7 separate regions of the Mus musculus genome follow, and all the other regions are linked to region 1. The links are chromatin contacts, called in public HiCAR-type and promoter capture Hi-C maps. All regions are on one chromosome and are shown on one strand. Each heading gives the region's core, a stretch centred on a gene start, on an enhancer-like site or on the middle of the called end of the contact. The rest is flanking DNA. Distances are from core to core; before and after follow the strand shown.

Region 1 (4,373 bases), core at 1,342-3,841:
TTACTTAGCAATGGAGAAGATTATTCTGGTAAAGAAGAATCGCCCGAGGCTTTTTCTTGGAGAACTAAAGAGCAAGAAGAGCCAAAGCTGACTAGGAGTCAGTGTTGTGTGTCTAATGATCTCTACCTGCTGTCATTAGTGATTTTTAAACTTCTGTACTGGATTTGTAAGAGCTTGAATTTTTTATTTCCTGTAACCAAAACAATTTTTTTCTTTCTAAATAAAATAATTATGATCAGAACCAATGGCGGGGGTTGGGGGAGGCATGCTAGTTGTCATACTTAGGGTTTCTATTGCTGTGATGAAATATCATGACCAAAAGGCCATTTGGGGAGGAAAGGGTTTATTCAGCTTACACTTCCACAAAGGAAGTCAGGATAGGAACTTGGAGACAGAGGCTGATGCAGAGGCCATGAAGAGGTACTCCTTACTGGCTTGCTCTGCTGCTTTTTTTTTTTAGAGCCCAGGACCACAGCTCAGGGATAGAACCACCCAGGATGAGCTGAGCCCTACTCCATCAACAACCAACCAAGAAAATGCCCTACAGCTGGACCTCATGGGGGCATTTTCTCAACTCCTCTCTGATGACTCTAACTTGTGTCAAGTTGAAACAGAAAACCAGCTAGTACAATAACTGAGCACACTTTTTTTTAAAAAGTATTTATTTTTATTTGATGTGTGTTTTATTTATTATTTTATTATGAGCATTTTATCATTTGTTTGTCTGTTTATTTAATGTGTTATTTTATTTGGTGTTCTGCCTAGATGTGTGTCTGTGTGAGTGTTAGATTTTGGGGTTTCAGAAAGTTGTGAGCTGCCTTGTGGGAGCTGGGAAACTCCAAGATCTGAATCATTAGAGAGGAGGTGGCCTCCACTGAGAAAAATGCCTACATGAGATCCAGCTGTAGGACATTTTCTATTGATTGCTGCTGCTGACCCACACACTTCTAGGGGATTCGGCTTCAACCTGGAATCTCACCACAGGAATGCTGGGATTACAGGTACATACTCCATTCCTGGCTTTCCATAAGGGTTCCGGGGGTCTGACGTCAGTACATCAGGTTTGTATAGCAATCACTTTTACCTGCTGAGCTATCCATAAAAATACAAATATTTTTAAGGAGTCCCACTGCCCCTCCAAAATCTGAGCACCAGTGTCATAAAATGCTATTGCTAAAAATAATTGGGTACACAGAATTTGGGGAAGCAACTTTGTTTTGTTTTTTCTTTTCTTTCTTTCTTTTCTTTTCTTTTTTTTTTTTTTTTTTTTTGTTTCGTTTTGTTTTTTGAGACAGAGTTTCTCTGTGTAGCCCTGGCTGTCCTGGAACTCACTCTGTAGACCAGGCTAGCCTTAAACTCAGAAATCCACCTGCCTCTGCCTCCCGAGCGCTGGGATTAAAGGCGTGCGCCACCACGCCCGGCTAGGGAAGCAATTTTCAAATTGCATTCTCATTGACTTTGGTTTTCCGAGACAGGATTTCTCTGTGTAGCCCTGGCTGACCTGGAACTCACTTTGTAGACCAGGCTGGCATCAAACTCAAATCTGCCTGCCTCTGCCTCCCAGGTCGTGCACCACCACTGCCCGGCTCTCAGACTTTTTTTAGACTTTCTAAAGCTCTCAGCCTTATAACTGTTCTTTCACGTGTTTAAATAATTGTTTGTATGCATTTCTTTTCCTTCAGGCAGCCCAGGCTGGCTTCCAATTCACTAGGTAGCCTAGGCTAGCCTTGCACTTTCTGATTCTTTTTCCTCTCCCTTCTAAGTACTGAGGCTGCAATTCTTAGCTGCACACCCAGTCCTAAAAAGAAACTTCTTGAGGAAGGGGACTAAGAGTGATGGAGGAGGCGGCGCTCATAATGTCAGGAATTCTGGGGACAATGGAAGCATAAAGGCAACAGGAGAGTGCAGTGGGTTTTGTTTTGTTTTCACCATGTAACAGGTAACTAAGAATTGACTGGAGGTCAGCACTCTGAGAAGTGCTGGAGAATGAAAAGTATGCTTGAAGCAGATGTCAAGATGCTATGCAAAGGCAGAAGAGTCTCTTCTAACTCAAACTTGAGGCTCTGAGGCTGAGCTTCCCGGCGGCCCTGTGTGCTGGGAATTCCGAAATATATATTCCAGAAGTGAGTCAAGTCATGGAGAAGGCAAGATTTCAGCATAGGCAAATTCATGTATTTAACTTAATTTTTACCCCCTCCTGCTTAGAAAAATAATTATATAAGTGTGGTGTGTGTGCGTGCATGCCGAGCGTGTTTTTAAAAATGTCCTCCTGCCCGGTAGTGGTGGCACACGCCTTTAATCCCAGCACTTGGGAGGCAGAGGCAGGCTGATTTCTGAGTTCGAGACCAGCCTGGTCTACAGAGTGAGTTCCAGGACAGCCAGGGTCACACAGAGAAACCCTATCTCGAAAAACCACCCCCCCCCCAAAAAAAAAAAAAAAAAAGTCCTCGCAAAAAGCCTCTATTTCCCTTTCTCATCGCCCATCCTCCATGCTCGTTGAGAGGAGGAAGATGACATTCATCCTCCTACCGGCAGGGGGCGATAGCCCGCGCATCTTGAGGCCTACAGCCACTCTTTCTCACGTCGCTTGCGTGCTGGTGGTGCTACATACTGCGCATGCGTACGTGACTCCGGTCTTTTTCCCCCTTAGCGCGGCCGACTCTGCAGGTCTGCGTGGAGCCGCGGTTGCGGGTCTCTATTCCGCAGGATGGTGAGTGGGCATCTGGGTCTCAGGCCCGTGCGTGCACCGGGGTGCCCCCTCCTCTCGCGGATGCCCGCTCGGGGTCGGCTCGTGCGACCCGGGGGGCAGATGGCATTCGATTCCCGGCTCTGCGCCCGCCGTTCCAGCGTGGCCTAATGGCTGCCGGGTGCCAGCCGGGGGAGGGGCCGCGGCGGAGGGTGCTCGGGACGAGGCTTCCGAGTCCGGCTGCCAGCCGCAGTTGTCTCCGGGGTCGTCAGGAGGCCGTGCCACGGAAGCCCGAATCCCTCGGCCTCGCACAGAGCCCTGAAGCCGGGAGTGTCTGTCAGTGGAGGCCGTGGCGCTGCTGCGTCCCGGAAGGGATGTGGCGGCCCCTGGCTCTTCCTGGCCAGAGTCTGGCCCTGTTTTCAGAGATTTGCTGAGATCGGACTTGAGAGGTGGGGTGCAGCTCTTCATTTGCGAGGAGTAATTGTAGATCGTACTCTGCCATTTGAGCCCGGTTTAGGCAGGGAGGAAGTGAGCGCCGAGTGGTTGAACTTTCTCGGTGAGGTGTGCAGTTGTCGGCACAGATTGGCTCCGGTGTAGGTGATACATCCCGGCGGTTTGGCGTAGGGATCGATCAGTGGTACAGGAATTGAAAGATTGTTTAAAGGCAGTACGAAAATGTCTTTGTACCTGCAAGTTGTAGTAAGGAGCCTGCAGTTGTGGATGGAGCGACTTGGGTCGGTGCCCTATTCCGCCCAGCCATCTTTACGTGTTTTCTGAGGCTTAGTTAGGTGTGTTTGGCGAAGAGAACCAGTGCAACAGCAGTTCTCCATCTGGTTCTTAACCCATCTGTCAGATATTTGTATTAACGATGAATAACTACAAGATTAAATTAACGAAGCAGCAACGAGATTTATGGTTTGGGGAAGGGTCACCACAGCATGAGGAACTAACCTTATTAAAGGTTGAGCACTGCACAACAGCGATTCTTGTTTCCGGTCAGCTTAGAAACATGCTATAGAAGTTGACACTTGTAATAATTTGCTTTTGAAACTTGGGCATGATTTTGTTACATAGTTAAATAAAAAAATACAGACCAAAACCCAGGTGGTTCTTGCCTATTAATTCGGCGCTCAGAAACTACCAAATGCTAGGTCATGTTGGGCTACATAGTTGGCCTGTATCAAAAGAAAAAAGTCATGGGACGAAACAATTAGCAAAGCCCTGATAATTTTTTTTTTCCTTTAAAGGGGTTTGTGAAAGTTGTCAAGAATAAGGCCTACTTTAAAAGATACCAAGTGAGATTTCGAAGGCGGCGAGGTATGAACTTTTTCTGTTTTAGTTTCTGAAGACTGTTTCAAGGTGGAACCTTCCCTGGTTAAATTTTTTTTTCCCCTTGCAGAGGGTAAAACTGACTACTATGCTCGAAAACGATTGGTGATCCAGGACAAGAATAAGTACAACACACCCAAATATAGGATGATAGTTCGTGTAACTAACAGAGATATCATCTGCCAGGTGAGTTATGTCCTAGACTTGAGTAGTGTGGTCAGACGCATCAACTCTAACTTTTGGGAGAGACTATTTTCTTGTGTTAGTAGATTTCAGTGGCGGGTGGGGGGGGTGGGGGTGGGGGGAAGGTTTGGAAATCCTGGCTTTGCTTAATTTCCATTATGGAATTTGAGAGGAG
Region 2 (4,373 bases), core at 1,350-3,849, 2.8 Mb after region 1:
CCTCTTGAGACAGTGGAGTACATGCATTGTCTGTATCTACCCAGAGAGGAGAAGACTATGTCAAGGAAATCCTCAAGTCTAAAAGCATCTCACCTTCAAGTGAACGACCTTCCACTTGTCTGATGTCTCTGTAATTACAGCAAAGATAGGTCATCAACTTATAAGACAGCGGCTAGCCAGACTGATAGACTGGGACTCTGTTCAGCAGCCTATCTACGAGGGGGCAGGCTCCTGTGGGCCTTAACGTGCCCAGAACTCACGTGCATGCTTCACATAGAAGTTGGTGAGTTCACACTCTTGGAGGGGTAGGCTCACAGCAGACAGCAATGTGAAGGCATTGTTCCAGAGGGTGAGGGACACCTGTAGGAAGCCTCGCCTAAGCAGCTGGCCAGGCTGCTGCCACCTGCCTGCCTCCCTGAGGAGCTAGGACACAGGGTGGTGATGAGACCCAGTTGTTTACCTCAGGTTGCTGGCTGGTGGCCCGGGCCATGATGCTAGTGGCCACCTGCATTGTGTGGTACCGGATGTCATCATATTCCAAGTACTCACAGAAATGGGAGATAAGCAGGCTGTGGTCGTCCTCTGGTGTGAGCAGGCCTCCTACCACTGCCTGGGGACAGAGATAGGGTGAATGACCTTGTCTCACAGAGTGGTCCTAGCATGGTCAAGGAGAATGGCGCAAGCCCCATACCACCAAGTTGTCTGCCATTTCCTCTTCAACTGACAAGACAGGAATAATCCCCCCAGCTATCTGTTCAGTCTGCTGGCTCATGGGATGGCCTTAGGCGGTGGCCACCACGGTCCTCCAGGTCCCACCAAGGCCTCACCCTGAAGAGTGTGCGGGGGAAGAGGTAGTGGCTTTCCCACTGAGGCTTCTCCAGTGGTTTTGCTCCTTCCAGCTGCACAAACTTCATGAGTGTCTTGAGGGCCAGTTCCTGGGATGCAGAGAAGAGTGAGCGTGAGGCCTCCACCCTTCAGGAGGCCCCCAAAGCTCCTCTAGCCTCAGGGAGGAGCTCTCACAACCAAGCTTAGGACCGGGCCAAAAACCAGGAGAGAAAGGAGGCCAGACCCCAGCTTATCTCGCTCCATGTTACATGTGTGTGCCGATGGTGACCTGGGATAGAACTCTTAACAGAACTTGGCTTGAGGCATGTACACAGGGTGGGCCTGCAGGGGAGGCCACCTAACTATTCCCTTGTCCCCCCCAGTTTTGGAGGTGCCTCAACAAATGTGACAATGTACAAAGCAGATCTGCTGCCTGGAACTAGGGTTACAGACTCCATGTCTTTAGGTCCGGATGATTCACAGCACACAGTGGAAAAGAACAGCAATAAAGATGTCTAGGTAGAAGTCTCTCAGACAAGTGAAGGAAGAGATGCTCGCATCAAAGGCCTCTACCCCTGTGCTGTGAAGTACTTTAGAGATGAGAGGAAAAGCTGGGCTAAGGGCTTCAAGACTCACCTTGACCTGGAAGGTGGGATGGGCCAGGAGTTCCTCTAGGCGGTTACAGCAGCTGTGGTATCGATGTCTTATCCACACCTTGTATTTGTATGTGGCTCCCTGGGACCCTGGGGACAGAGTTAGGAGAGCTAACTCACACTCATATTTATGTGTGCCAAGCCTGACCAAGGTCCCAAACTCAGCCCCAATCTTCCGGCTGTTTCTCATCTTCACAGCTGTAAACTATTTAAGATGCCAGACCGGGGCTTGGGAAAGACGATTTCTGAGCCCTGCAAACTGGGAAGGGGGTATTGAAATGTAGTTCCTCTCGCTTTGCCTCAGAACCTGGGTCTCCCCACTAGGACAGAGACAGTATCAAACTCGGAAATGGCGCAAATAAAACATGGGTGTGTGTGTGTGTGTGTGTGTGTGTGTGTGTGTGTGTGTGTGTGTGTGTGTGTGAGAGAGAGAGAGAGAGAGAGAGAGAGAGTGTGTGTGTGTGTGTGAGTGAGTGAAAACGGCTACGTATACGGATTCACGCAGTCCTGGCAAGTATACGGATCTCAACTCGCTTCCTGAGCTACAATGAGTGACTGCGTCGTCCTCCCAGATCGCATGGTCTATGACAAGGCCCTGGCTCGGGGGTGCATCCTAAGTTGACAAGGCGTCCCACCGGAACTGCCTAGCGGAGAGTACCCCACGCCCTCCAGGTCACCCACCTGCCAGGGCCGTGTCTTCGCTCGGCAGCGAGCCCACGAACAGCTCTTCCCGCTCCAGCAAGGTACCGAAGAGTCGGCTGCACGTGCGCACTCCTTCCTCGATTTCCTCGGGCTCCTCGGACTGAACACGGGGAGGCCCCGACAAGGTGACGCTCGGCCCCGTCGCGACTCCCACTGACCTGGCCGCCCCCAGGTCCGCCCCTGCGGCTCACCTGAAGCACAGCCAAGATGTCGAACACCGCGTTCGCTTGGCCACGACTCGTCAGCACTGCCTCCAGGAGGCGGCCGAGCTCTTGCCTGGAGCTCGCCGAAGCTGGGTGCCGCTCCATGCCGCCGCCGCCGATGCTGCTCCCGGTTCCTGGAAACCGAAGTGTGCGCCGAGCGGAGTCGCGCCCGTGACGTCACCCGAGCCTCTAGGTCGCGGGGCGGCGTACGTCATCAAAGAGCGCCGGAGAGGAACCGCGGCGTGGGGCAGCTATGGCGCTGTTCCACATAGCGCGGTACGCGGGCCCAGAGGCCGCGGGGCAGGGGGATACGGACGCAGAGGCGGGCAGCCGGGCTCGAGTGCTGCTCGAGCGGCTGCAGAACAGAGCCCGTGAGCGACAGCAGCGGGAGCCGGAGCTCGAGACCACAGGAACGGCCGGGGAAGGGGAAGCGGCAGCAGCAGGCAAGCGGCGACGGCGGCCCCGACGGCGGCGTCGGGTGAGCGGCTCGGCGACTCCGAACTCGGAGGCTCCTAGGGCGAAGCGGCGGAAAGCGGACAAGGACGTGGACGCAGGTGGGCCGTGAGTGCGCAGTGTGGACGGGGCATGGAGGCTCTCTGTGCTGCTGGGTTGACATCCCCCTACGTTGTGCTGTGTCGCTCAGGGAGAGGTGAGGAGGCTCCGGAGGAGCTCAGTGCCGGCGCAGAGGACCCGGGTGCGAACCCTCAGGAGGATGTCCAGAGACCCCCGGCTCCAGGCCGGGTGCTGGGGGACTTTGCAAGAAGAAAGACGCCGAAGGTGAGTGAGCCTGTGCGCGGTTCTTTTTGTCCTCCCGGGACTCTTCAGTTCTTAGCCGGGGGGTGGGGGGGATTTCGTTTTGTTACGTGACCTTAACTACTGAAAGTGGGAGGTATGCATGGGACACTCTTGAAACTGAAATCCAGACGGATAAGAACTTTTGGGATAAGCCCCGTGGCGTGCCTTGCTGTCCCTGTTGAAAGCAACATTTCTTGGTGCATGAAGACAGTTTGCTGGGTTGGTAGGCTTATAGGCAAAGTATCCAGATTGTGTTTAGTGCACTAGGATAGGGTGTCTGCTGGTCCGGGTGTCTTGTCCAAAGGTTGCCAGAGTGGGAGGTGGTGAAGGGTTGAAGAAAGACTGGTTAGGGTCTCTTAATGTTGTAGTTCCTGGTTTCTAATGACTCCACAAGCCTGGAGCCTTCTGGGGGACGTTTGCGCTGCTTCTTGCTTTCAGGTTCAGCCTTTCCTGCCAGCATGGTTGGCTAAGCCAAGCTGTGTCAAAAAGAGTGTCACCGAAGATCTCACTCCCATTGAGGACATCCCTGAGGTTCACCCTGACCTGCAGAAGCAGTTGAGAGCTAATGGCATCACTTCCTACTTTCCAGGTGCCTAAGCCTTGGACAAATGATGGGGTGAACTCCCCGAGGCAGCTTTCCCTGGGCTGTTAGAGCTGTAGTGTCAGGGTTGTGGTTTAGGGGTCCCCACTACACATCAGATCAGCGAGCTTCCATATTCTTGGGTTCAGGTCCTTGACAATTTTCCAGCCCTGGTGGCATCTTTGTCCGGGAGAATTCCTGGGTGAAATGGTATAACACGGCCTATACTTGACACACTCCTTTCCTTCTCTCCTTCCAGTCCAGGCAGCTGTGATTCCCGCCCTCCTCGAAAGTGCTGACCATGGGTTTCTCATAGGCAGAGGTGGCTACCAACCTAGTGACCTCTGCGTCTCTGCCCCAACGGGCAGTGGGAAAACACTGGCCTTTGTCATCCCCGTGGTACAGGTGAGTATGAGGGCAGATTCCCCGCTGTAGCACAACAGGGAGGGTCCCAGTGGCACAGATGGTCTCTGTCTCTGCAGGCCCTGTTGCATCGAGTGGTCTGCCACATCCGTGCACTGGTTGTACTTCCCACTAAGGAGCTGGCCCAACAGGTATTACAGCTCTGCGTCCAGAAGTCTGTATCCCCATCTCTAGTCGCCCTGCATATACATG
Region 3 (4,373 bases), core at 845-3,344, 2.5 Mb after region 1:
TTAAGGCAGTAGCTCTGGACTTCCTGAAAGGCCTTTCCTCTCTTCACAAGTATTCACTCCTTAATATGTTGAGTCTTGATTGTTTCCTTCTGGGTACTGGGAACCCGCAGGCTCAATCCTCGCATTGACAAGTGTGAGGGGCAGAAGCCCAGGAATACCAGTCAAGTCTCCACAGTGTGGAAGAAGGTGAGACCAAAAACTGTGTCACAGGACCAAGCAGTACACAGGTACACAGAACACCTAAGGTGAGGCTGTAAAGCCTGAGACCCAAAAGAGGCCAAAAAAAGAAATGTGGAGAAGGCTAAACAGATGTGGAGGCTCTTTTGAGTTCTTTTTGGGCCTAGCAGACACAGGTGTGGCAAGGTAGGAAATGAGATTGCAGATCTGGAACTTCTGGTACCATGGCTGCAAAGTAGGGGCTTTAGCATACTGTCTGGCTGTGTCATTATCATCACTAAGGCAGAAACCCCGAAGCCTTCGTGTCTTCTTAGCACATCAGCACCAGACACAATACAACACACCCCACAAAATCATCTTAGTTTAGGATCTTTGGCTTGGGCCTATAACTCATCTCATATTCCCCAGAAGACACAAGGGCTGAACACAAAGTGGGACTCGGCCCTGCATGCGAATCAAACAAACCCATCTCAGGGCTACTCATAGTGGCCATCACCAACTGACCCTCAGCTCTACAGACCCGGCAGACCCCAGGGTTAGAATATGAACTTGGGGAAAACTCCATTTAGATATCCAATGACCAATTCCCCTTTCTCAAGCTTGGCCTGAAACTGGGAAATCGCAGGTATCAGTCAGGGCAAGAGTGAATAGGGTCGCAGTAATCCCTGCGACCACAGCCCAGCAGATGAGATGTGGTCCCCAAAGTTTTCACCCAGACAGAGATCTCTGCATTGCTAGGGGTTTGAAGGTTCTGCTAGTGCCCTGAAGGCCTGACCAGCATTTTCAACCACTTGAGTTCCAGAGACACAGTGACTACTCACTCACTCACTGACCATTTCTCTCACTTCCTTCTCTTCTACTAACCTGAGTTCAGGTCGGAAGGACACTTTGCTCAGCAAATACTGTGCACGACAACTCAGTCAAACACGTAGTATTCTTAGCAAATCTATTACCTATACCCATGCAATGATCACCAAGAAGGGTTTGCCAGTTGACTCCCGGTTCCCTCCAAAGAACCCTTAAGAGATCATAGGACAGGAAGAATCCCAAGTGTCCATTTTATCGTCGCTGCCTCCCCGAGGCCCAACAATGTCCAAATCCCCAGCTGGTCCCGGACGCAGCGATAACTTGGCAACAAGTAACGATCGCTGCAAAGCCCGCTTAGGTGGCGTGGTTTAAGTCCTCCCACACACCCCTCACTCCAGGTCCTCTTCCTGGCAAGGTTGCAGCGCGGGGCCAGGAGGCATACGTATGCGTTTCCTTGGTCCCGGGTCTGGCCTTCCAGCCCACCTACCTCCAGGGCCTCCAGGGTGCTGAAGCTGGCTATAGCGAAGCCGTCAATAACCTCCTCCTCCTGCGAGCTGGACTCGCGGCGACGGCGCCGCGGGGGGCGCGCAGCGCGCAGAGGCGTAGGGCGCTGAGGCGGCGCGCCGTGGAGTCCCGCGTTCTCCTTGCCAGGACTGGGCTCTGGCTCCTCACCCGACGACGGGCTCTGGGCGCGGGCGTCCCGGGCGGCTTCCCGACGCCGGCCGCGATCTCGCTGCGCGCGCGAACGCCGGCTTGGCCGGACCTTGGCCTCCATGGCGGCGCCGCGGCGGTGACCTTGGCGCCCCGCACCGCCTGCTACGCCGTGCCGCCGGGCTGCGAGGGCGCCGCGCGGGCTCGGGGCCGGGGCGGGCTCGGGACCGGGGCGGGCATGCCGGGCGCGGGCTCTCAGCACCGGACGCCGCGCGGGCTAGGACCCCGGGTCCCGCGCATCGGAGTGCGGCGGTCTCTCGGCGACCCTAGACCAGGTCCCCAGGGACACGGCCCATGGCGACCGGCGGGCAGCGGCAGAAGGCGGCGGGTGGCGGAGCTTCTGAGCACCGGGACCGTGAGGCAGACACAGTAGTGGCAGCGACCAGAGCGGATAACAACTGACGCACTTCCGCCGGGCCGGAGTGCCAGAGGAAGCGGGCGCAGCTGGGGGAGGCTGACCCGTCGACTCCGCCCCACCCTGGCCCCGCCCTGACCCCGCCCTTCCGGACTAAATGGCTCTGCGCTGAGCGGGCCCTCGCCCTTTCACGTTAAGCCCCGCCCCCGAAAGGGGGGAAGCTTTCCCTTTGCTCCGCCCCTGCAACAGGCCACACCCGTTTGCGCACAGCTCTTTAGAATTCCGACCCCCCGACCCTGTCAGATCACGCCCCATTCTTCCCGGCTCCACCTCTCTTGTCTACGCTTTCTCAGTTCCTTAAGCCCCGCCCTTGCCTTCCGGTCCTGCTCACCTGTGCAGGTCGCTGAGCCTAGTCATGGTCAGATCCCTCCTACTTCATGCCTCGCCTTGTTGACCACGCCTACTAGGCAATTAGTGCTCGCCTACAAGTACTGCCCAGCCACCTACAGCGAGTTTGTGGCGATCAGCGCCTCCCCTTCCGCCCTTCCCGTAGGAGGTGATGGGTCTATGCACCTACAGTAGCTTGGGGCAAACTGAGTGGAAGCACGTGAGAGAGAGTAGGTAGGTTGGTGCTGGGGGCTCACTGTGCTGAAGTCCTAGAGGCAGCGCGTACGTCATCGTCCACCTGCAAGCCCTCAAGCCCAGTTTCACTCTGGTCCCCATGCAAAATTAGGTAGCGCCCTGAAAACCAAACCCTCCAGTCTCAAGTAGTCTTTCCTTAGAGACCTGCCTACACTAGTCCAAGGACTTGGGGACCGCCGATAGGAAGTACAAAACTAGACAAAACCGTGAGTTTCCTCAGCAACTTCCCCAGTTGGGATGCCCTGGAGCTGGGCACGAAGTCTCAGCAATTCCTCCAGTGAGAACATTTGACATGAAGAGAAGGGAGGTGTCACAGCTTGGGCATTGGGCACTGAGTGAAAAGTGACATTGAGCCATGCCTACATCTGGGCAGCAGAGGCCCTGAAAGGAAGCAGACACGACTGAAGAATGCCCCTGGACAGGACCTCAAGTGCACATTTTCTGGCTCCTGAGATGGCCACAGGCTCTCTGCCAAGACGTCCCTTGGGGCATCTGGGAACGTGGCCTATCATCCACAAGTGTGCTCTTTCACTTAACAACACGGGGACCAACACACCTGCCAGCCTACCTGCCAGCCTTCCCTCTTCTTCCCATTCCAGATTTTATTACAAAACTACTCAGAGCTAGCATCTAACTAGCTAAAGAACCCTGTTGGAAAGACGCAGAACCAAGGCAGCTCCTCATTCCTGCTAACTGTTCTCTTTTAGACACCTCCTCCTGAGACCACCCCACTCCCAGCTTGTGGGGAGTTTCACTCTAGGTCAACCCTTTTCCACTCCAAGAACAACGACTGAGACCCGATTTTTGAAGTTTTCAACAGAAATAAAAGGTATCCTTGCTTACCAGTTATCTTAGTCAGGGTTTCTATTCCTGAACAAACATCATGACCAAGAAGCAAGTTGGGGAGGAAAGGGTTTATTCAGCTTACACTTAAATCACCAAAGGAAGTCAGGACTGGAACTCAAGCGGGTCAGAAAGCAGGAGCTGATGCAGAAGCCATGGAGGGATGTTCTTTACTGGCTTGCTCAGGCTTGCTCAGCCTGCTCTCTTATAGAACTCAAGACTACCAGTCCAGGGATGGTCCCACCCACAAGGGGCCTTTCCCTCTTGATCACTAATTGAGAAAGTGCCTTACAGTTGGATCTCATGGAGGCATTTCCCCAACTGAAGCTCCTTTCTCTGTGATAACCCCAGCTGTGTCAAGTTGACACAAAACTAGCCAGTATACCAGCTCTCCCTTGTTCTCAAATGCATTGCCTCAGTGAAAGGCAGGGGCTCCAGAGACCAGGTTAGGTCCAGGACCTTTCTTTCTGGGTTTCTTCCCAATTTCCTTACCTCTCCTGGGATTAAAAACTCTGTTAATTCATTTCCAACTTAGAGACTAGTCATGGCCTCCCTGGAGGAATGGGACTCTAGCTCAGTTGTTCCCTAGAGGAGGCTATGGAAAGACATCTGTACTGATTCTCTCCCACAGGACACAGGGAGGGAGGGAGGGAGGCCTAAGAGGGGCTGGAACACGCTTCATTTGCCTAAGCTGTAAACTGGGCTCATTTGCTTCCATGTAGAGGGCCATTTTTGATGACCCAAGTGTTCACTCAGGTTGGCAAGGACTTGCTAAAGTTTCTGATGCAATTTATACTTGTTTCTTTTTTTTTTTTTTTTTTGGTTTTCCAAGACAGGG
Region 4 (4,373 bases), core at 893-3,392, 2.4 Mb after region 1:
CTTGCTGTGTAGATCATGGGATGAGTCCCTATTGAAGTAACTTGCTAAGTTAGGTAAAGCCCCAGAAGATAGAGGCACTATGACCTAAAGTGAAAACCACAGATGAGCACAGTGAGACATCCACCTGCGGGGCTGTGTGCCTTCCAACATCCCCACAGCTGCTCCATTGAAGGCATGGATGTAAAAGGCAATAGGAGGGATCCTCACAAGGACATGGTCTGTGGGCTGTATTTAAGCAAATAACTCTATGTTGTAGTTTTGTTTTGTTTTGTTTTGTTTGTTTGTTTGTGTTTTTTTTGTTTTTTTGTTTTGTTTTTGAGACAGGGTTTTTCTGTATACCCCTGGCTGTCCTGGAACTCACTTTGTAGACCAGGCTAGCCTCGAACTCAAAAATCTGCCTGCCTCTGCCTCCCGAGTGCTGGGATTAAAGGCTTGTGCCACCACGCCTGGCTCTTAGTTTCTTTTTATGTTGCAAAATGAACAAAAACCAAACCAAACAAAAAATGAGACAAAGGCAACTTAAGAGAACAATGGCTTATTTCAGCTCCCAGTTAAAGGTTCAAGTCCATCAAGGCAGAGAAGTGAAGGCAACAGGAGGTTGAAGGATCTCCTCACAGCACACCCACAATGAAAAGAGAGAGAAAACGCGTGCGGTTCAGCTAGCTCACTTTTTCCACTTCCAGTCAGACACCAACTAGGAATGGTGGCGCCCCTAGTGGGCAGATCTTCCCAGCTCAAAGAAGATAATCAAGATAAGCCCCTCAGGCATGCTTAATTCCTAAATGTTATCAAGTTGACAACTAGCTTTAACCACCACAGCTGTCTTCTAAAAAGCTATAAATCCAAAACTTTTAGTATGGATCATAAGGACCCTCTTGACTTGACCCCTGGTTACCTCTTCCTATCTACTCTCCCTGGTCATTTTCTCCACCAGAGTCCTTCTCTTCACCCCTCCGACATTCTCTGAATTCTTCCCCCAGAACTTTTACACTTACTGTGCCCTGTAAACAACCGCTTCTCTTCTCTGTGCTTCTGACCAACGTCAACAACCCAGGAGAAATTTCCCTAACTGCTCTAAGTTATACATTTATCTGCCTTTTGCGGGGGTGGGGTGGGGTGGGGTGGGAAGATGGACTCGTTCTTCTTAGCTCCGAGAGAAGTCTATGCGCCTGTTCTGATCACAGCTATGTGCCCGCGCACAGGAAGCACTCTGCACACACTTATGGAAAAGCTAAGTTAATACAGAACCTACAAAATGCACTAATGGAAATGAACAGAAACAGGGATATCTCGTTAGGAAACCGAACGATGTAATTCAAAGGGCAGAGTTCACCAGCGACCGTGCCTGGGTTGCTCAGGGTTAGAATGTGTCCCTGACTCGCGGGTCTTCACAACACTCAGACTGCAAAGGCTAACTAATGCTTGGGACCCAACACACAAACAGCACTTACTGGCTAAGCAGAACGGGGTCGCACCTTAAGGAAGAACTCTGCCTTCCTCCACAGCAGTGGTTCTCAACCTTCTTATCGCTGTGACCCTTTAATAATACAGTTAGCTCCTCATGGTGTGGTCACCCCAACCATAAAATTACTTTCACTGCTACTTCTAAACTGTAATGCTGCTACTGTTGTGAATCATAACGTAAATATCTGATATACAGGATATCTGATACGTGACCCCCTGTACAAAGGTCGTTCAACCTTTAAGGGGTTCCCGACGTACAGGCTGAGATCCACTGCTGCTCGGGCAATATCTGAGCTGCTTGGTCTGCAGACGCCCCCTCTCTTAACCTCCCCTGCAGGAGAGTCTCCCCTGTCGGCACCCCTCCTTTTCACCCCACTTCCCAGTAGGCGCCCACCTGCTGACTGCTTTGGTGAGCACCGGGTAGAGCTTTAGGAGCAGCAAGTATTGGGCGAGCGCTCGCTTGGGAAGCGACCCGAGCTCGGATTCCACCCGCAGCCTGGACGCCGCAGGTGCCATCGCGGTCCGGATGTCTAAGTCGCCCCGGGCGCCCACCCAACAGCTAGGCAGTCGGGCACCCGGCCCGGGACACAGGGCACAGGGCGGGGACGGCCTGACATTTTCTGCCCTTCCTCCGCCCTCAGCGAGCCCGGCCGTCCCGCCACGCGCGCGGCCAGCTAGTGCACTCTTTTCCCCCGGTCCCTGCGACCCACCCTCTGCGCTCGCCGGAGGATTGGAGAGCCGAGGGGCGGGGCGGGGCGGGGCGGGGCGATGGGGGCGGGCCCCGGCTAGGTCCATCTGAGGCCGCGCCTTCTCATTGGCCGAAGCCGTAGCCTCGCGAGAGCACGTGGAGAGCGCGCCAAATTCTCCCCGGAGCCTGAGGGAGCTTTGGAGCGTCGCAATGGTCCTGAGGAACAGTGGACGGAGGCACCCCGAGCCGGGCGCGGATGGCGAAGGCAGCCGGTGAGAGCCGGTGTCCTGCTGCCAAGGCGCTGGCGGTAGCCGCGGCCGGAGCAAGCTTGGGCGGGCGCGGTGTCCGGGGGTTCAGGGGTGGGGAAAACAGCGGGCCCGGCGCGCGGCGCGGAGGACAGGGCGGGCTCCCGTCTTCGCCCTGTGTGGTTTCCGTAGTTTTTATTGAGATGCTAAACTCAACTCCGTGGCCCAGGCTGCTTCTCTAGAAATATCTGTGCCTGCCCTGTGACTTGACTAGGGGTGAACATCTATTCTCATCAGACAAGAAGGGAACGGGGAAAGTAAAGGAAGATTCTGTCTAGACCAGCTCGGCGAAGTAAACCAATTTATTAAACCAAAAGCCGAAACCCTTACGCATCACATCAGCAAGAGATTCTAGAGTATGGTGACAAAGGAAACTGATGTGGATATCGTATATAGAGATTGGTGACACTGTGGCAGAATAAGACTCTGTATCAGGGGCTGGTGAGATGGCTCAGTGGGTAAGAGCACCCGAGTGTTCTTCTGAAGGTCCAGAGTTCAAATCCCAGCAACCACATGGTGGCTCACAACCATCCGTAACAAGATCTGACTCCCTCTTCTGGAGTGTCTGAAGACAGCTACAGTGTATTTACATATAATAATAAATAAATCTTAAAAAAAAAAAAAAGACTGTGTATCAGAATGTGAGCACTCATTGAGTGGAAGCCCGGTTAGAGCTGAATAGTGATAGTGTTTTCCTATTATATGTGAAGCTCTGGGTTTGCTGTACAACACCTGCATAGCAGCCAGGGTAATTGACCTGGACCAGTAAGCGGTTCTTCAGTGACAGGTTCCTGAGAGAGTGATGGCCAGGGGGATGAGGAGGAGATGGAGAAGATAAGAGCATTCAGGATCAGGAGGTGTCACACAGAGTGATGGCTCATGCAAGCAAGTTTATTAGGAAGTACAGCATCTTTTTTTTTTTTTGATGTATTTACTTATTTTATGTATGTGAGTACTCTGTAGTTGTCCTGTCTTAAGACACACCAGTCAGATCACATTGTAAATGGTTGTGAACCACCATGTGGTTGCTGGGAATTGAACTCAGGACCTTTGGAAGAGCAGTCAGTGCTCTTAACCACTAAGCCATCTCTCCAGCCCCAAGCCATTTCTTCAAGCCCCCAAGTACAGTGTCTTACATAGAGGTTTTGTACCTCTATGGAAAGGTGGGTGGGACAGTGTCATAGAGCAGGTAGCAGCCTTGGGACAGAAAACCATAGCCCCTTAAGGATGAGAAGAGATGATTTCTTAGGATCCGGATCCACAGCGCCCTCAAGGCCCTGGTTCTCAGGCTATTACTTGCTCTACCAAGCTCATTCCTGATTTAGAAAAAGGAGCTATGTTCTTTTTCATACATCCAAGCCTCAGTCTAACAGTAACAATAGTTACTGTGTTGACTTCTTCATGTCCATGATGCCATGGAAAGACACGTGAGGTGGGCAGTACTCATACTGTTATGTTCATGCTAGACTTCAGTTTAGAGATGAGAGATGTGAAGTACTTTATCTACATTTACAACTATTTGATGTGCATATATAAATATATATTTTACATATATTAGATTTTATGCATTATATAATTATGTTATTACATGTGGCATTGTATGTTGTATATATAATATATACTTTATATATTACATGTGTATATGTAGCTAGAAGTGCAATACAGAACCTCACATACTCTACCACTAGGACATATCATCAACTAAGGACGTGCCCTTAGTCATTCAACTTTGCCATGTACTTGAGCAGATGGAAAGTTGTTGCTGCATAAATAAATAAAACCTTTTAGAAACCTTTTGTTTTTAAGAATTTGGTTATATTCACACACATACCCTACTCCTCTCAATTCTTCCCATATATAACCTTTTCCAACTTAGAGACCATATATGTATGTATGTATGTATGTATGTATACACA
Region 5 (4,373 bases), core at 748-3,247, 2.4 Mb after region 1:
TTGGGGCTGTTTCATTCATTTACTACTTCTGCTGGTGATAAGACAGGCCCTCTCAGTGTAGCTCAGGCTGACGTCACAACAATTCTACTTCAGCCTTCCAAGTATGAGGAGTACAAGCGAGCATATACTAACATCCCTAACGTAAGTTAAAAATACTAGGCACAGGACCTTGGCTGTGCTTTCTCACAGTACAAGTCTGGACTCCTCACACTCTGGAAAAGCTGAGGCGGAAGGATCACAAAAGGCCAGGTTGAATAAGTAAGTCTAACTATACTTAGGTCTTTCGTAGCTCAAGATTCCACACTCAATATTCAATCAACCGGGCATCAAAAAATACTCAAAAGTTTGCATCTGAACTAAACAGACCTTTTTGTATGTGATTTTTTTTTAAAACCTCAAGCTATATATTTTAACAACTACTTAGGTAGCAATTTTATTGTACTGAGTGTGATAAATAATCTAGGAATGATTTAAAGTATACAGGAGGATAAGCTAGATGCCTAGGTTATCTGTAAATACTTCATTATCATGAACATCCACAGAGTTTGATATGTTCAGGGATCATGGACCCAATCCCCCACCATACAGAGGGATTACTATAATTAATTTTAAATCAAATAAAAATAGAGCTCTTTTCTAAGTCACACTAAACACACTTTAAGTGTTGAGCAGTCACTGGGGTAGTGGCCATCACAATGTTGAGGACTGTAGTTAGTGGAGTGGACGTAGGAGCCGAAGAAACTGAAGCTACTCAGTTAAATGTAGGAGGCAGGAATAGGACAAGTCAGAGCTGCCCAAATTAACACAATGGTGGAAGAGGAAGGTCTGGAAAGGGTGGTGGTGGCGGCTCAAGCATGATCTGAGCAGGCTAACCTGGGGTGTTAGTCCCATATACAGACCAGGCCAAAGTCTTGCTGCAGCTACAGGGCCGTGTGTGGGGCTGGACCAGACAAAATTTGGAGACGACTGTCAGAGAGGAAGGCATACCAGAAAGAAACCAAGTGGATATGCCCCTTTTAGTCCCTTCCGGCACTTGTTGATCCATCTGTCATGCATCCTTCCCCACCTAACAAGGCCACTGTACCAATCCATCCACGTAAGCAGACACAGCAAGCAAATATGAAACATTTAAAATCAGGTCATTTCTTTTTTCTTTCTTTCTTTTTTTTTTTTTTTTTTTTTTGAGACAAGGTGTTTCTATATAGCCCAGAATTCAGAGTTCTGCCTGCCTCTGACTCCCAGTGCTGGGATTAAAGCTGCATGCCACTCGCTATACATGCCACTGTACCCGGCTTCCATGGGTAACCCAACCCTTGGCTCTACTTCACGCACGGGTTCTCTGGCCTCTGAAGGGATAGCATGCTTGCAGTCCCAATCTTCCCCAAGCTGCAGGAGGAGAATTTGTGAGGCAAACCTGGCTGTCTATCAAGACCCTGACTCTGAGTAAGACTTAATCCTTTGGAATTTCAGGCCCACAGAGGATGGTGGTCCTGGGACAAAGACCTGGTGCACTGTCTCTGAACAAGGACTCTTCGAGTATGGGGTCCGGGCGGTTAGAGGTCCCTCAGAGAGACGGGTGGCCCAGGCGCGAAGACCTTCGGGAGGTGCGCCATCCAGGCACTGCCACCGATTCACACAAACTCAAGACCCACTAGCACGCAGCGTCCCCTTCCCTTCAGAGCACCGATCTCCGCCATCCCGGGATGGAGGTGAGGAAGCAGGGCCGAGCCCAAACCTCCCGTCCCCGCACCTGTCCCAGTTGGTGTCCCAGACGCCGCGCCCGGCTCGCGCTCCTGTCCAGGCCGGCGGCTCGGTCGCGCGCGTGTCTGCATCCCCGCCACCTCGCGGCTTCCCTACCGCGACCGCCGAGAAGAGAACAGCGGCCGAGCCACCGGCCAGACCACAGGCCGCCAGCTGAAGCGCCTGCCGGAAAGCCATGCCGCAAATCGCGCGACCTGACGGCGGGACGCCAGGAGCAGACTTCCGCTTCCGGCTGGTGGAAGTCCCGCCCCTTCCCCCCCCCCCGACGAATCAGGAAACGCGGCCCAGGGCGCCACCTGCCGGTGGTCGCAGGGTAGCAGGCGCAGATGCCTGCCCTTTAGTGGGTGGAAATCAGGCACTGGGGTTTATTTATTTATTTTATTTTATTTTTTTGGTTTTTCGAGACAGGGTTTCTCAGTGTAGCCCTGGCTGTCCTGGAACTCACTCTGTAGACCAGGCTGGCCTCGAACTCAGAAATCTGCCTGCAGGCACTGGGTTTATATGAATTGAAAAACCTCAAGTTTGGCACTTCAATTTGAAGTTTTTATGTTTTCATTTGTAATCTTTAAGTGTATGCATACTCTCAACTTTCACCTCCTGAATTCTTTCCATTTTTTTCCCTAAGAACCTTCTTCATTCAACTATCAACCCTCCATTCCCCACCCCTAGTCCCTGGCACCTACCATCGCGCCTCCAAGTTTTACCGCTCTAGTTGCTTTTGACCAATTGACCGGGTCCTTCTGTGTAGGAAAGGTGTCCACCTGCTCTTCCAGGGCCATTGTACCCAAGGCCTAGGGACTAGACTGGCAGGCCCACGGACTTACAGCTCCAGGCTTGGGCTTTAACTACCAAGCGGCCCAGCACTTGGCAGCTGTTATAATTTTCATCTTTGAGCAACAATGAACAGCAGCAGGCATTTGGTAATATTACTGCTCCTGAATGAACCTCTAACCTCAGACATTCTCAGAACCCTTGGCCTTCCACAATGGCTAAGGCGGTCCTTTGGCTAGACAGCTCCCTAAAAGTCTTAGCAACAGGATCTGTTTTTTCCACAGCCTTCTTTCACCTCAGCTCTCTATTCTCTCTAGCCTCAGCCTTTTGGTGTTCCTAGCTCAGCCTACCCTACTATTGATAAAAATAAATTAAATTTTTTTTACAAAAACCCTCTAAGGCCTGACATACCAAAAAAAAAAAGGATACAGAGGCTGTATTTCACACTGACTGAAACGTGAGTTTCAGTCGGCTTATATATAAAGAGAAAAGGGTGTTATGGCAAGGGTCTTAGCCCCAATCCTGGCAGTCCTTCATGCACGTTTGAATCAATCGCAGGTTTTCTGCAGAGCCACCAAGGGAGAGCCTCCCCCTGGCCTGGATGAGACGATTGCAAGGTCATCAGAGTTCACTACCATGCTGTCTTGCTCAGTGTCGGTGGAGGCTGTCTGGACAGATCATGACTGGAGCAAGTCTTCCACGGAGGTTCTGGTGGCCCATATGACTGCAGAGGTGTCTGCCCAGTGAGCCCCAATATCTAAACTGGCTGCCAGGAGGGCAGTGTGGCTAGTTGTCCTTAAGAGGCTGCTTTCCTGACAGGACCTCAGCCAGGCACCAGAGCAGGACCTGTTAGATGCTTTAATCTTTCACAGGAAGCATCAATAGGGTGTGTGTAACAAAAATCTGTAACAAAATTACAGTATAGTTCTTTTTTTTTTATTTTATTTTGTTTTGTTTTTTTGAGACAGGGTTTCTCTGTGTAGCCCTGGCTGTCCTGGAACTCACTTTGTAGACCAGGCTGGCCTTGAACTCAGAAATCCGCCTGCCTCTGCCTCCCGAGTGCTGGGATCAATGGTGTGCGACACCACGCCCAGCTACAGAATAGTTCTTCTTTAACAGTGCTTCCTTACTGCCTCTTTGTCCCACAGGGATGTAGGTCTCCCTGATTTGTATTCTAGGTACCTTAAATTATTTGGACTCCCACAGTCTGTCCTCTTGGAACTAGGTGTCCTTTTCTGTGTCTTTCTTTCTTTTTCTTTTTCCTTCCTCTGAGATGGGGGTCCCATCATACTGTGTAGACTTGGATGCCTTGGGGCATGCTGTATAGACCAGACTGGCCTCAAACTCATAGAGATCCACCTGCCTCTGTCCCCTGAGTGATGGGGGAAAGGCCCTTGCCACCAAGCCTGGCTTACGTGGCTATTTTGAGCATTAAATTTGTAAACAAATAAATGTGTTGCTTCATCTCAGGAAACTGCTTCTGTTTCTGCACTCCTCTTTATCACTGCAAAGTAAGGGAAAAGGCGTAATGGACAGAATAAGCGGGAGGTACATGCAGAATTGTGACACCGTGTGACAGTGCAGTTGTAAGGACCACTTTATGGGTTTATATATAGATATTGGTAGACTGGGTACACAGGTCATTCGGTAGGGAGCTTGTTTAGCTTATGCAAAGCCCTGAATCCCATCCTCAGTATTGCCTAAATCAGGTATAGTGGAGCACATCTGTAATCCCAACAAATGAGAAGTGAAAATAGGAGATTCACAAGTTCAAGGGCATCCTTGGAGTTCAAGACTAGCCTGGAATACATAAGACCCTGTCTCAAAAAAGAGAGGGTGAC
Region 6 (4,373 bases), core at 1,144-3,643, 2.3 Mb after region 1:
GGACAGCCAGGGCTTTACAGAGAAACCCTGTCTCGAAAAACCAAAAAAAAAAAAAGTTGAAGATGGCACCTATTAGGCTGCAGTTATAACAGCCCAGGTAAAAAGTGCTCACTCTTCAGGTCAGCTCCAGAAGCTTCTAGGATATGCATGAGAGAGAGAGAGAGAGAGAGAGAGAGAGAGAGAGAGAGAGAGAGAGAATGAATTAAATACATAATTAGGGTCAAGTATTACCCTCACAGTAAAATACTCGTGTGTTCTATTATGAATATCCTAGTGTAGTTAACTCTATGGAGGAGCAATCTTGACTTATACACCCCTCATCAAGTTTTCTAAACATTAAATTAGCATTTCCATATGCATTCCACTACCCTTTGTCCACTTTTGTATAACATTACTATCTCCATCAGGAAGGTCACAGTGGGCTTTCTCCACACTTACATACCTTTTCACTCTGAAAGTAGACCTCCTAGCCAGCTTGGTAGGCCTAGCTGCAACCCATAGACCATTATTCCTGGCCTGCTGTTTGTCCTAGCTTAGTTATATGTCTCCACCTGAAAACCTCAGGCTCCTGGATGCTGCTGTTCCCAATTCTCTCTACTGAATTCTCTACTATGGGCTGAGACCAACAGCATATAACATATGGCCAGATCTCTGAAAGTATAGTACATTTCTGGTAAGTCTTTGTTTTTGTTTTTGTTTTGTTTTGTTTTTCTGAGACAGGGTTTCTCTGTGTAGCCCTGGCTGTCCTGGAACTCACTCTGTAGACCAGGCTGGCCTCGAACTCAGATATCTGCCTGCCTCTGCCTCCCGAGTGCTGGGATTAAAGGCGTGCGCCACCACGCCCGGCAAGTCTTTGGTTTTGAAACAGGCTGGTCTTGAACTCAAGATCCTCAGCTGCCTAGGTTTCAAGTAAATGTTTTAGTTATAACACACAGATCTAACAGTCTTAATGAACAATGGTTATTTATTTATTAAAAGATTTATTCATTTTATGTATGAAAGTACACCATTGCTGTCTTCAGACACACCAGAAGAGGGCATCAGAACCCATTACAGATGGTTGTGAGCCACCATATGGTTGCTGGGAATTGAACTCAGGACCTCTGGAAGAGCAGTCAGTGATCTTAACCGCTGAGCCATCTTTTCAGCCCCCCACCCCACATGGTCTCTTTAAATAAACACAATTATGAAGCAAAAGACAAAACATTAAAAGTTGTTCTCCACTGCTCTATGACATATTCCTGTACCTGTTTCTTTAAGGAATTAATACTACTTTACCCATCTGCCTATAATTAAATTTAACTTATTTATCTTGGTTTTTTTGAGACAAGGTTTTGCTACTTAGTCTTGGATGCCTCTTGGGCTGGATCTATAGACCAGGGTGGCCTCGAACACAGATATCCACATGCTTCTGTCTGGAATTAAAGATGTGCACCACCACGCCCAGCTAAATACTGAAATACATCTAAATTAGCTTTCTAATCCTGGGGCTATAAAAATAACTGGAAATTCATCTTAGCATTTCTCAAGTCATCTAGTTTGGCTTCCCTGAGACTGTTCTGAGGAGTAAGTAACATCTTTAACTGAAGATATGACCTGAAGGGTATGTATATCTGACTCTTGGCTGGTAACCTGTAAATTGAACGTGTCGGGGCCTCCACTCAGGCCTTTTTAGGCCATTCCTCAGGCCACCCTCTCCGGATAGTGAGAATTGGTCTTACCAAGTTCTCACTGGCAGGAGGTAGGATACACATTTGAACAGAACAGGCCTCCATCCTCCACTCTGCCTTCTAAAGACCACTCAGAGTACATGTGAGAAGCCTCTACACCATCACGGGCTTCCATAGCTCATGATCTGTGGGCAGAAATTAATGTGACATGCTTGTAATCACATTTCTGCGAGCTCAAGGAGGCAGATCTCCAGCATAAGGCCAGTTTGGGGATATATAGTTAAGACTCAAAAAAGAAAAACAAAGGTTAGAAAAGGACTTCAAAAATTAAAATCAGCAGCCTGGCATGGTGGCTCACATCTTTAATCCCAGTGCTAGGTAGGCTTTCGCGTTATCCGTCGGAATGGTATAGGCATTCTGCCTGTATTCCAGAGAAAATCTTCATTAACAACAGGAGGCAGAGCTGGGCTTTCTGGCCGCCGTATTCATCCTCAGCCCCTATCAGTCAAGCACTATGGCCCCAGCTCTGCTGGCTTCGGGATGACACACAGTCTGGGTGACCCAGGAGCCCGCTCGCGCTCTCCAGCAGCGACAACTCGGGGCGGCGCACCTGAAGAGCGAGCCGCGCCAGGCAGCGCGCCGAGTCCGACTCAGGACCCCGACCAAGCTGCCCGCGCCACTGCCGGGCTGCGCTCGCGTTAATCAGGACCCCGGGCTGCCTCCGGAGCCGCCTGAGGCTGCGTTCCGGGCCGCGTTCTAGCCTGATCGTTGGGAAACGGGACGGCCCGCACTGCGCGCGCAGCCCGCCTGGTCTAACCACGGCCGGGCGGAGGAGGAGGCTTGGGGCAGGCGCGACTCCCGTGGCGAGGCGAGCGGTCTTCTGAGGGCCGGAGGCGGGAGCGACGCGGGCTGCATTTGCAGCGGCCGCGCTCAAGGCCTCGGCGCCGGCGGTGGCGATGCTGTGGCAGCGGCTGGCTGTGGTGGAGTGGGCGGCCCTGGCCTGGGAGCTCCTGGGCGCCTCGGTGCTGTTCATCGCCGTGCGCTGGCTGGTCCGCCGGCTAGAGAAGCGGCCGCGGGACCTGAACCGTTGCGGGACGCTCTCCTCTCCGCCCAGCGCGTCTGAAGCGGTGGCCGCACAGCCAGGTAAGGCAGCGTCAGTCGTGGGAGGAAAACCTCACTCTCCACGCCCCCTGGATACGGTAAGACCCTATCGCGGATATTTTGGAAACTTTTGATGAGAACCCACAGCCCTGTTAGCACTTCTTCTCTCCACCTCTCTAAACTGTAATCCCATGTTTACGAGGTATGTGTTTTGTTTTTGTTTTGTTTTTTAAGATTTCTTTAGAATTTTTTAAATTTATTTTTAAGATTTACTTATTTTATGTCTATGAGTATACACTGTAGCTGTGCAGATAGTTGTGAGCCTTCATCTGGTTGTTGGGAATTGAATTTAGGACCTCTGTTCGCTCGGGTCAACCCTGCTCGCTCACTCCGATCGGCCCCCCGCCCAAAGATTTATTTATTGTTATAAATAAGTACACTGTAGCTGTCTTCAGACGCACCAGAAGAGGGCGTCAGGTCTCTTGTTGTGAGCTACCATGTGGTTGTGAGATTTGAACTCAGGACCTTCGGAAAGAGCAGTCGGTGTGCTCTTTCACCAGCCCGAGGTATGTGTTCGTATGAAGCCACTTTTCACTAACGCTCACTTTCTCCTAAATCTAGTTCTTAGTGGAAGATGAAAAGTAATTCTTCTAGAAGGAAAATGACATTTTAAGCCATTAACTCAACTTTAGAACTTTAGAGATAACCCAACCCTAACAAGATCTTACGGGTAACAGAGGCTCCATTTGCTACTATGAACTTAAACACAATTTCATTTTTTAATTACTTAGGGCTGGGTATAAAACTCAAGGCGTGGCACATCTTGACAAGTCTTCTACCACTGACATACATATCAACCCTTTCTTAGCAGTCGTTGGTTTCTTGGGGGTTTTGTTTTCGTGTTTTTGTTTTTGTTTGTTTGTTTTTTGCTTAAGAAATGGGAACAGGAAGGTCAGGGTAATGCTGGTTATTTTTACATGGCCGTGGAGAAATGAAATGTTTGTGTTGTGACAACAGGGCCAATGCTTGTCTTTTGGGTTTTACATTCTCTTGACCCCGCTAAGAAAATAGCATGGTCTTATTGCAACTTGATGTGCCAGGGCTGGTTGATGGGGTGGAGAGGAACTGAGAGGAGAGGGAGGGCAAACTTTGGTCAGGATGTAAAACAAACAGTTGAGTGTTAAAAAAGGAAGTGGCACCGAAAGAGACTAGTCTCCGACTTGGAAATACACACACATATACACTTGTAGGTGCAGTTACAGGAAAGCACAAAGCAGTAAGGGCAACTTTAATAAATATAGTGTGCACTAGCCCGTTTACTCAGTGAACACTGTACGAAAAACTCAAGAGCAGGTCACAGTGAAAATCACCCAGTGCATGTGGCTAAAAGGGTATAGAGAGAGCCAAGACCAGTGTTTGCGGCATCTTGTTTCACTGAAAGATTCTTTTCAGTTTTTAGTTTTTCATTTTGAAGTCATTTTAGGTGTATAAAGGTTTATAAAACAATACAGAACAGTTCAACTCATGTACTAAGATCCTCTACCAGCTGATCGGGGGGAAGGAGTTCAGCCTAAAGTGAGTATCAATGTATATATCTATTAG
Region 7 (4,373 bases), core at 625-3,124, 2.3 Mb after region 1:
CATGAAAGCCCGCCTTCATGGTCTTCAGCATCTCAGAAAATTTTATGACCTTGTGACTCGGGTCAAAACCCAGGCATCATCCTTCTTCTCTCGAAGAGCAACTGCATTCTACGTGACAAGAATGAGCTCTGTTCCCACAGCCAGAGTTTGTGCCTGAGCCAGTACTTAACTCTGATCACTGTAGCCTTTGACATCTTTGAAAGATCTGCCTTTCCATTGTCACAGACCCTATGTGGCCATTCTCTAGGCTCACACCGATCTCCCCTCCTCGTGCTACTCGTATTTAACACTCTCCTAGATCTTCATCATGCTCAAACCTCTCGGGCAGGTTTGAAGCATCTTTCCACAGCTATGTTTTCTTTAGAAATTGACTCAGATTGATGAGATGTCTCTACATTTTTTTTAAAAAATTATTATTGTGTATGTATGTGATATGTGTAAATATATATGGTGAGTGTATTAAAGTGCACACGTTGAGATTAGAGGCCAACTTGTAGAGTTGGTTCACTTCTTCCACCACTATATAAGCTTCAAATTGCCAGTCTTATGCTGCAAGTGACCTTGCTTGCTGAGCCACTCACCAGGTTCAGAGAGGTCCTTTCTCAATAATCCATAAGATTGCAGAATGTCTACCCACCTGTCTCTTTATTCAGCTCTGACATCATCTACTCTCTTGTATGTCTGTTTTTTACTATTTCCCTCCAAGAAGTAAGTTTCCTGAAAGCAGACAGCATCTGGCAAAGTCCTTGGCACACAACAGTCCTCAGTAGATACAGCAGGTTCCCCCATCAACCCCTGGACATATAAAGCTGGGACCCTGTCAGTCCTTTTGTCTACCTCAAGACCCTTCAAATTTGTTCATTGACTGATGAGCAGAAACAAAAGGGAAATATCCAAACAATAGGATATTAGCAATAAGAACGAAGCACTAAAAGATGTACAACATGGATACAATTTGAAAAAGAACTCAAAGCTATACAGTATATGAACCCTATTGGTATGAAATGTACAGGCAAGGACACTCAGAAACAGAAATAATGATAAAATCGTAAACAGGAGCAAACTTTACAGCATGTAAATTATATCTTTGTAAAGCTTTGGTCATTTTTATTTGGGGTTGGAAATGTAGCTTGGAGGTGGGGAGGTTACTAGACATGTTCAAGGCCCAGGATACAATCTCGAGCACTGAAAACAAAATGTATACTTAGCATTTTCCCCATGTAGCAGTGGCAATAGTTTAATATTGTGTTGTGAGAACTTCCTCTCCTTTCCTATCTTCACATACTAGAGACTGAACCCAAGAGTTCTGAACTACACCGCAGACGTCTTTTTACCTTTTAAGACAAGTCCCACTTTATAGTCCAGTCAGTCCTCGAGCTTGTGATACTTGTCAGACTTCCTCGTGGCTGGCAATGCAGTCGCGTGGCGCAGTGTCCGGCCATGTATAACACTGGCAATAATACAAACAAGACTGACAAACACTTAGGAACAAGTTGTCAGAACTGTGGTGGAGGCGGTGTCTGGCGGGGAAGCCACGCCCCGGGGGCGTGGCCACGTGGATCGTCATACCCACCAGTCAGAAGGCCGCGAGGGGCGGGAGCGTGGCGAGTCCAACGTCACTACCACCGGAAGCGTTTTTCTTTTTTTGGGGGGGGGGGGAGGGTTGTCCTGATTTCGTCTCTTAGGCTGGAAGTTGTTCCTCTGAAGGGAAGGCACACAAAATTTTAAGTCCACTTTCTGAAGGATATCTCAATCTGTCCGGAGATCCATACCAACCCCAATTTGAAAGTGGCTACTGGCCGCTGAGGGCAGCCTCTCTTCCGGAACGAAGACCTCGCGGACCGTTTGTTTCCGGGGGGTTGCCCGAGACTGGTACCCTGTTGCGCCCCGCCCCTTGCACAGCCACGTCCTACCGGAGCCGCAGGGTTGGGCCGGAACCGGTGAGGGTTTTGGGGGCTATTACTGAGGAGGGTCGGGACCTTGTGGCAGAGGACCGTGGAGGAACTGTTGGGGCAACCCTGGCCGCGCCCAGAGAGGCGTACAGGGGCAAGGCGGATGCAGAGTCCGGTGAGGGTCGCGCAGACTTTGGGTCAGCCGCGGTCAGCTCAAGTCAGTTTTTGCTTTTACTCCGTGGGGTTGGAAACCTGCCTCGCAGCTGGGTTGTCAGTAAATGCAGAGACTGCTTCTGCACCCACGGAATGCGGTCTGCCCTGAGAGCGTTGCTACTGCTGCTTGGTTGGGTCAGCGTGTTTGAAGTCTGCTCCTTTTGCAGTTGATGACGAACGTGACATGGTGGCAAGTCGTACAGTGCGTGGGGGACTTAGGTTGTTTTGATTCTGGTGCTCAGAGGTGTTTGCTGAACATGGTCAGTGGAGTCAGTGACCAGAGAGAGCTAGGCGAACAGCTTACCACCTTCCCACGGGCGCTTACTGAATGTTTATAGAAAAAGAGGCCCTGTTTGTAAAAGGTCCCAGGATACAGTAGTGTTTTGGTCTCTGTTTTCATCACTTTCTGGTGGAGGTATACTGACAACTCAAAACAGTTGAGAGGATTAGGTTTGTGCAACCTTCGGAAGAGTTTACCTTTGAGTCAAGACAGGCCTCCATGACAAGAATCGTTTGTGCAAAATTATTGAGAGGAATGTCTCAAGAAAAGTGAACAAGAAGTGTAGAGACCCTATGGAGAGTCAGTTGTACTTCTGGATGCATGATATAGCCAGATAATGAAAAAAGACACAGCATGTGAGGGGTACAGACATAAGTAGGAACCCAATTAAAGTGGTCTCCGGTCGAGGCTAAGAAGTTTGTATTTTATTGTCAGTAGGACACTGTAAACCATTTACAAATGCCGCCTGACTTTTATAGTCCGTTAATGACTCAGATACAGTGTACCTTGAATGGAAAGAAAAGGAAAAGCCTGGATAGGGTGGCACATGTCTGTTATACCAGCTCTTGGGAAGTCAAGACAGGAAGACCTCAGCCAGCTTGAGGCCCATGCTACATAGCAATATTCTGTCTAAAAAATCCAAAAGCAGATCGGAAAGACTTCTGAGTGGTTGAATGTTATAGAGTCTGATGACCTGAGTTCCCTGGGAGCCCTGTGGTGGAAGGAAAGCATCCACTCTTCAGTTGTCCTCTGCCCTCCACACAACTGTGCGTATGAACACAGACACAAATCTGGAAAATCTTGTTTCTTCCCTATTTCTTATAAAAGAAAGGAAACAGAAGAAATGAAAGTTGCTCAGATTTAAAAATAGCTGGGTTTTGGCCAATTGCTTTAAGTAGTGTTTTTTTTTTTTCTCTCTCAAGTGAGAATATAACTGCAATTTGGCTCTTTCAACAGCTGTTGAAAGGAGAATTAATTACACTTGTTTAGCAGAGACCCTATATCTTATTGTAGTCAATCCTAGCAAAATTTTTGTATTTATTTTCTCTGTGTTTTGTTTTGTTTTGTTTTTCGAGACAGGGTTTCTCTGTATAGCCCTGGCTGTCCTGGAACTCACTCTGTAGACCAGGCTGGCCTCGAACTCAGAAATCCACCTGCCTCTGCCTCCCGAGTGCTGGGATTAAAGGCGTGATCCACCATGCCCGGCTTTATTTTCTCTGTGTTTTTATTGATGAGGAAATAAGCTAAGAGTGGCTCAGAAATCTACCTAACAAGGTCTTACAGCCAAATGGAAAAACAGGATTTGAGGCAAACGTGTTTAACTCAAAGCATGTGAATTATGTCCTTGCTGTACCTGAGGCTGGCCTTTGGTTTTCACTTACATAGAATGCTGTTTGCTGTTGTTCAATAGTGCAGCACCAACCAGACATCTTCAGGAAGCCAGCCCTGTTTTATCTTTGCCTGTGCGTCCTGTCTAGTTGATGATAACCTCAGTAATGGGGTAGCTGTTGTTTGTGGATCCTGTTTGTGAACTGCTGGGAAAGCTGGAAGCCTGTTGCACCTTAGATGGTCTCTTAATGCAAAATCTGGGTGAACTGCTAAAGTTAGGTATATCTTGGGAATTCCTCAGTGATAGCTTTGCTTTGCCATCCAGAAATGGGAGGAAAAATGGTTAAAAATAAAACTATAAACTGCGTGAAGTGGTACATGACTATAAGGCTAGCATTCAGAGGTGGAAGCAGGAGAGTCACCATGAGTTGGAGACTATCCTGGGCCATATATTGAGCCTTAAATCCCAACCCAAAACAAACAGATTGAGCTGGCAGAGATGGCTCAGTCACAAAAGTGCTTGTGAGACTTGATTTTGATCATTCGCCAAAGCTCATGTAAGAAAGTGAGGCATGATAGTGTACACTTGTAACTTCAACACTGGGGAGGTGAAAACACTCAGATCTCTGGGGCTTACTGGCCAGCCAGCGTATTCCTAG

What was found. Promoter capture Hi-C pulls out the DNA fragments that hold promoters and counts their contacts. HiCAR-type assays count read pairs that join an accessible place to other places. Capture Hi-C pulls out chosen DNA fragments and counts their contacts.
Region 2: a contact with region 1 is called in a promoter capture Hi-C map of liver, with 2.2 times the contacts expected there. The contact joins the promoter of Ddx51 here to the promoter of Rpl5 in region 1. A contact is called at or near these places in 3 of 39 promoter capture datasets (liver and pre-B cells).
Region 3: a contact with region 1 is called in a promoter capture Hi-C map of liver, with 3 times the contacts expected there. The contact joins the promoter of Fbrsl1 here to the promoter of Rpl5 in region 1. A contact is called at or near these places in 7 of 39 promoter capture datasets (the 3T3-L1 cell line, the C10 cell line, embryonic stem cells and 3 more).
Region 4: a contact with region 1 is called in a promoter capture Hi-C map of liver, with 2.6 times the contacts expected there. The contact joins the promoter of Pxmp2 here to the promoter of Rpl5 in region 1. A contact is called at or near these places in 9 of 39 promoter capture datasets (the C10 cell line, cranial neural crest, frontonasal cranial neural crest and 5 more).
Region 5: a promoter capture Hi-C map of adipose tissue shows a contact between it and region 1. The contact joins the promoter of Pgam5 here to the promoter of Rpl5 in region 1. A contact is called at or near these places in 3 of 39 promoter capture datasets (cranial neural crest, hippocampal neurons and liver) and 1 of 9 other capture datasets (adipose tissue).
Region 6: a contact with region 1 is called in a promoter capture Hi-C map of adipose tissue, with 2.9 times the contacts expected there. The contact joins the promoter of Ankle2 here to the promoter of Rpl5 in region 1. A contact is called at or near these places in 5 of 39 promoter capture datasets (cranial neural crest, hippocampal neurons, liver and 1 more) and 2 of 9 other capture datasets (adipose tissue and liver).
Region 7: a contact with region 1 is called in a HiCAR-type map of astrocytes, with 4 times the contacts expected there. The contact joins the promoter of Golga3 here to the promoter of Rpl5 in region 1. A contact is called at or near these places in 5 of 39 promoter capture datasets (cranial neural crest, embryonic stem cells, hippocampal neurons and 1 more) and 2 of 115 datasets of contacts at active chromatin or transcription factors (astrocytes and embryonic midbrain).

What each region holds. Positions count from the first base shown.
Region 1 is chr5:107,897,937-107,902,309 of GRCm38.p6, forward strand. Rpl5 (ribosomal protein L5) reads left to right here and starts at 2,592. Exons shown (of 8, transcript NM_016980.2): 1 at 2,592-2,710; 2 at 3,934-4,003; 3 at 4,086-4,201. The coding sequence starts at 2,708.
Region 2 is chr5:110,650,852-110,655,224 of GRCm38.p6, forward strand. Ddx51 (DEAD box helicase 51) reads left to right here and starts at 2,600. Exons shown (of 15, transcript NM_027156.3): 1 at 2,600-2,937; 2 at 3,027-3,160; 3 at 3,617-3,767; 4 at 4,018-4,163; 5 at 4,241-4,312. The coding sequence starts at 2,637. Noc4l (NOC4 like) reads right to left here and starts at 2,531. Exons shown (of 15, transcript NM_153570.2): 1 at 2,372-2,531; 2 at 2,160-2,280; 3 at 1,462-1,568; 4 at 828-935; 5 at 461-610; 6 at 261-360; 7 at 94-128. The coding sequence starts at 2,488.
Region 3 is chr5:110,446,409-110,450,781 of GRCm38.p6, forward strand. It overlaps Fbrsl1 (fibrosin-like 1), which reads right to left and starts at 2,095. Exons shown (of 19, transcript NM_001142642.1): 1 at 1,472-2,095. The coding sequence starts at 1,759.
Region 4 is chr5:110,284,026-110,288,398 of GRCm38.p6, forward strand. It overlaps Pxmp2 (peroxisomal membrane protein 2), which reads right to left and starts at 2,143. Exons shown (of 5, transcript NM_008993.2): 1 at 1,859-2,143. The coding sequence starts at 1,980. It overlaps Pole (polymerase (DNA directed), epsilon), which reads left to right and starts at 2,294. Exons shown (of 49, transcript NM_011132.2): 1 at 2,294-2,424. The coding sequence starts at 2,363.
Region 5 is chr5:110,267,902-110,272,274 of GRCm38.p6, forward strand. It overlaps Pgam5 (phosphoglycerate mutase family member 5), which reads right to left and starts at 1,998. Exons shown (of 6, transcript NM_001163538.1): 1 at 1,751-1,998. The coding sequence starts at 1,938.
Region 6 is chr5:110,228,611-110,232,983 of GRCm38.p6, forward strand. Ankle2 (ankyrin repeat and LEM domain containing 2) reads left to right here and starts at 2,394. Exons shown (of 13, transcript NM_001253814.1): 1 at 2,394-2,813. The coding sequence starts at 2,627.
Region 7 is chr5:110,174,983-110,179,355 of GRCm38.p6, forward strand. Golga3 (golgi autoantigen, golgin subfamily a, 3) reads left to right here and starts at 1,875. Exons shown (of 24, transcript NM_001347389.2): 1 at 1,875-1,940. Gm15787 (predicted gene 15787) reads right to left here and starts at 1,522. Exons shown (of 3, transcript NR_040431.1): 1 at 1,335-1,522.